2 separate regions of the Mus musculus genome follow, and region 2 is linked to region 1. The links are chromatin contacts, called in public Hi-C maps. All regions are on one chromosome and are shown on one strand. The core of a region is the stretch at or near the end of the contact, and the rest is flanking DNA. Distances in the headings are between cores, read along the strand shown.

Region 1 (2,700 bases), core at 66-2,565:
AGAGATCCCCATGCCTCTGCCTCCTGAGTTCTGGGATCAAAGGTGTGCACTACTGTGCCCCACTCTGTTATTTTGTTTTTGTTTTTATCATTTTGTATTGTTTGGTTTTAGAATAATTATTTTCAAACTTGCCTACTATAGCTCCTGCATTGAAATCCAAAGGCCCTGCTTTGGGAAAGGCCAAACATTTACCTCTCTTTAGTCTGTTTTCTGCTGCTCTAACAATATACCCAAGGCTGAGTACCGGAAGAGGAATGCATGTTTCTCGGTACTGAGCAGTCTGGGAGCACTGTGCAGTCATTTGCTTGGTGTCTGGTGAAGGCTGCATGGTACATCCTAAGAATCACTGGATAGCAGGGGATACTGCGCAGTGAGAGCACTCAGAGACCTGCCATTCTAAGTGCTAATTTCTTCCTTTATAGGGGCCACACCTTTATGACATCATTCCATCCCGTTAGTACCATTAGTGGATGAAATTGAGGATGCAGGCTCTAACACATAAGTCTGGGGGTGTCACACTCAAACCATAGCAAGGAAGCCTCAACTGCCTCGCTCTTCTTTCTCTTTTGGCCTATACATGGATGGAGATGCTGAGAACAGTGTGGAAAAGGGCACGTTTGCCTCTCCCAGCAAACAGCACTGAGCTAGCTTTACCAGGTTCTTCTCAGGTCCTTCTCAGGTCTGTTTCTAGTCACATGATACTATTTGATTGTCACTTTAGCAAGGTATATGCAATCGTACCTGGTCTTCGATTTAACCAGCCCAGAGCTTATTTTTCAAACACTGAAAGTCCTAGATTCGTGTCGATGGAGTGATTTGATTTTTACAGTGCTGCAAATCTAAGATATAGCTGTAGTTTTCAGGTTTATCACCATGACACTAAAGTATAGTCAAGGAAAAAAAAAATACCCAGCTTGAATTCATTATAAATAAAACGGAAGGAATGTTTACTTTTGAGGACTAATAGTTCCCCCCTCCCTTCTTTTTGTGATTTCTTGCTTACATAATTTGTTATGAAAGAGTGCTTCTAGGTAAGCCATCTCTCCAGAGTGCTTGTAACGTCTTCTGTTCTGCTCTGGAAGGGTTAAGAGGAGACAGCATCCTGTCAAAGACCTTGTTTTTAATTTTGCTTCTCATACTGGCGCTGATCCTGCTAAGAGCAGCCCAGATTAGTTCGGGAAACCTTTGAAGAGATTTAAGATGTCCTTCAGCCAGTTTGAAGGTTTTTGTCTTGCAAATCCAGTACAAGGGCGCCTGCAGGCATCTCGACCCTTGCTGAGCCGCTGATGCAGCTCAAGGTCACTCTAACCCGCCCTGTGACATTCAACAACAACAGAAAAAAAATTATGCGGTGGAACTGCTTCAGCATTCAGCCAACCAACAACTTCCTCAGTGAGGGAACTGGGGAAGAAGTCTCTCTCCCCTCCCCCCACCTCTACTCTCTTTTTTTTTTGGGGGGGGGGGAGGCTTTGTGAATTTTTTGCTGTAGGAAATAATCCCGGATTTCTGGTGTGCGTGATGACAAGGTCATTTCTTAATTAGAACACATGTAAAGAAGAAAGCTAAATGGCTTCAAAACAGCTTTGTAGTTGATGGAGAGGATTTAAATTATTTAAAGAGATAGTCACCCATGTATGATGGAAACCGAATTCTAAAGGCATTAACTCCTTCCTCCCCATCTCCTTGCCCTTTCTTTGCATTCTCCATGTCTGACATTGCGGGGTTGCACTCTAAAATAAGGAAAATTTGTCCAAGAGTCTGGTTTATGTTTTGAGACAAAACATAATTTATAAATGTAATCCTGAGATAAACTTTTAATGGAGTTTTCTCTCGGAGACACGGCTCCTGGAAATTTTATCAAATGGCTGGAAGAACTAGGGCTGACCCTCTGGCGGCTGTGATTCATTTATACTGTATAGGAGGGAGGTGCGTAGGGCCTGATACCTTCTCTCTCTCCCCCCTGACACACCCACTTCCGATGGAGATGCCTCACTGAACTCATTAGCCCCTGTTTCTTTCAAATCAACAGCGGATCCAGATCAGGTCTTTCAAGTTTCCAAGAATTGACACGGATTTAAAATGGACCTTCCAAAATTTGTTTCTGAGGGCAGTTGACATGCTAAGGCTAATAACACCAGACCCATGAATACTTCACAGCCATGTTGGGTTTGCTCTGCTGTGGGCCAGTAGCTCAATGAGATAGACTCCAGGAGAGTCAATGTCTTCTGCTTGGACTTCATGCATGACCCTGGGGCCCAATAATGAAAGATTAATTAATTTTATGATTGTTATATTTATAGGTATTAGATATAAACCATTAAAATTGTTATTTCTTTATGTGAGAGAAAATCACATTTGGGCCGAGAAACTTGATTTGAGTTTGATGATATTGGCAGAAGAATTTCCTCAGAATTCAGACCCCATTGCTTTTCTGCAAATAGGAGCTAATGGGAATCTGGCCAACTAGTGTGTAAAGATGTATAGTAGTTTCAGTGTGAGTATTTTAACAGGTAGTTTGGATTCTGTAAGCTACACTTAACATTTTTAAGTTGGAGTGGATAACACAGTAGATTGTATAAGAACTACCTAGAATTTACTAGACCTGTTCTTGGGAGGGATTTTCTTCCTGTCAAGAAACATTTGTTTTGAGTCCATGAAAAGAAAAAGGACTCTTACATCAAGACACATAGTTTTAGGTAC
Region 2 (2,700 bases), core at 68-2,567, 570 kb before region 1:
TAAGCTTCCATCTTCTGAGAGAAAATCCAAGGCATACTGAAGATTAGAAAATACATTATTAGATGGAAAAAGCTGTGAGAATATGTCTCCTATATTTTTTTAAAATATAGGAAATGAAAGATTTCATAGTAATATGTAAGGATTTTTTTAGTGGAAAATTCCAAGAATGAATTATAGACTAAAAAAGGTCAAATATCACCTAAGCTGTGTCAGGGCTCAATGACCAACGCCTGTTAACCAGGTGACGTGTCAAGCAAGGAGAAGGATGGTCAGAGCAGCAGTGGGAAAAACATCTCAGCATGGGCTGGATCCCTAACCTCTGAGTTAGAACCGGCCTGGTCTACCACAGGAGGGTACAACAGGTAGGGCGCTAGTCCCGTTTGTACAGAAAGATCTGTGCCCAAGAAATCATGAATTCTAGGAAGCACATCTGCATTTGTTGTTAAGGAGAGCAGAATACATACATTTGTATGCATACATATATATTACATCATATATATATACATTACATGCTTATACATTCATATTATATATGCATATGCACACACATAACCCAAACACACACACACACATACACACACATATTGTGTGTGTATAATATATATAATATTATATATAATATACATTCCTATATAATATATAAAATATTAATTATATAATATTATATATGATATTAATCCTATATTGGATTATATATGTCCTATATTATATATATATATATATGTGTGTGTGTGTGTGTGTGTGTAATATTAATCTTTTACAAGTGGAAAGGTGAGCCCTTGGAAGACTAAATGACATGTTCCAGGCCATTCAAATTGTTCCCAGTACATCTTGGCTAACTCTTTGACATTCAGTAACTCAAGATAAACTTCAAAGTAGGTTCCAAGTTTTATTTAAAATTTTAACCTTTAAATAAGTGGTGTGTCTCCCCATATAAAGCAGATTAAGACGTAAGTGAGCCAAAAAGCAAACAAACCAAACATGAAAATCCTTTCCAGCAGTCCAAACTAAGAGCATGCTTTCGGCAGACAGTTTTAGAGACCTGCACGGACTCCTGGTCTTTGAATTTCTTGTTTATTTAAGAAACGACGGTAGAGATAACCTAAAATACTCCAACAGGCTATGTTAGTTGCAACCATTCCTAAAAGTTGGGAGAACCCTGGAGCGCGTGGAGGAGAAGCCTGTCAAAGCCAAGCGCTTAACTGAAGTGGTTGCCCTTTCCCCTTGCTTCCCTTCCCAGCACGTAGGACCGCGTTCAGAGCCTCAGTTCTGTTGCTCTCTCCTGCTGGTCAAAGAGGCCCAGGCTTCTCATTAATTTAATGGGAAGCTGCAAGTCCGGCCCATTCTCACCACAGAATGCGCCGCGGTCAGCACTCCCTGTCAGTCCGGATTTATTATTGTCTGTTAGCTAAAGTGCTGCTGTGCCGGAGCATCCGAAAGAGTGCATTCTCCTCCTGTGCACTTTGGGAAGAGTTATTAGCAAGAGAGCAACACATTTGAAATGTCAAACAACAAGCAAGAACAGGTTAATGATCTAAAGTTTGTGTTCTCTCTCTCTTAAAAATAATAAAAAAAAAGCTCTAAGCCACTGAGCCTTTTTTTAAAGGTGGTAGGGTAAAGATCTTGCCTTTTAGTAATGAAATGCTATGAAATGCTAATTGGGAGGAACTCACAGAAGACATCTATTGTACTAGAGATCTAATGAAATGAAAACTAGAACGGATTATGTAACTGGACAGTTAACTTCAATCCAATACAGGGAACACAAGGCCAAGTGTTGGTAAGCCGGTAAGTCACTAACCACACGGTACACCGAGCTGCTGTTCCCAGATGAGCACAAGCACACACACAATTACTGCTCCTGGGTGGATGGAGCCCAGATGATGCAATTCCCCCACCTGAGCAGGACTTTTGACCATGCAGAACCATTCTTTGTTGCAGTTATTTTTGACAGTCTGAATGGATAATCCCTGTAGCCTCTAGACCTAAGAGTTCTCCCTGGGCGTGGGGAAATGTGTGGGAAGTGGGGCTTAGGGAATAGGTAGCTGACCAAATTCTCCAGCAGAGGCTGTGTTTGAAACCACTGTGGTTTGGAGCAATAGGCAGGCAGCTCCTTTACAATGTAAAAATTCATAGATCTTTTCAAAATGCTAACTTGAGCACTTGAATTTTAGATCCTTTAAGTAAAACTAAGGAAAAACAAAAACAAAACAAAACAACAACAACAACAAAACCAAGCCCAAGGCTCCAGGAAGTTACTGACAGACTCAGTTTGGAGGCGGAGGCAAAGCTATTGGGGTTGGTTGGGATTCACTCATACACTGTGGTCCCAAAATGTTAAAAGCAATTTATCCTTATTTTAAGTCTAAAATAAAAGAAAGAGTTGGGACAGAGGAGGACATGAGGGAGACAGTCTGGCGTCTAATAGACTTGGAGTTCATTTTGACAAGTGGGTTTTGCTGGGGAGAAAAAGTTAGTCTCTTACCTACCTTCGGATTCATGTCTTCTATAGAAGGGCAGATTAGCAATAAAATTATTTGGTATGGGAGGCTGAGAAATGAAAAGATGAAGAAGTGGGAAGTCTGATCATGATTCTGTTTCAGATGAGAAAGGCACGGACATTCAGAATCAGAGGGGAAAACTAAACTAAAAAACTGAAGGGGATAACTCAGCCACAATAAACCAGGGACCTGAAAAGGA

Evidence for each region. A called contact is a pair of places that touch in the nucleus more often than the background predicts.
Region 2: a contact with region 1 is called in a Hi-C map of uterus, with 6 times the contacts expected there. The contact joins two enhancer-like sites.

What each region holds. Positions count from the first base shown.
Region 1 is chr16:76,320,371-76,323,070 of GRCm38.p6, reverse strand. All of the region lies in intron 3 of Nrip1 (nuclear receptor interacting protein 1), which reads left to right. Among named protein-coding and RNA genes, the nearest start is that of Gm30569, 21 kb to the right of the region's middle. Within about 2 kb of position 1,315, at least 78 of the 459 cell types and tissues checked have an H3K27ac peak or open chromatin away from gene starts, as enhancers often do. A contact at or near this core is called in uterus, where this site is marked.
Region 2 is chr16:76,895,103-76,897,802 of GRCm38.p6, reverse strand. No RefSeq gene overlaps it. Among named protein-coding and RNA genes, the nearest start is that of 1700041M19Rik, 110 kb to the left of the region's middle. Within about 2 kb of position 1,317, at least 8 of the 459 cell types and tissues checked have an H3K27ac peak or open chromatin away from gene starts, as enhancers often do. A contact at or near this core is called in uterus, where this site is marked.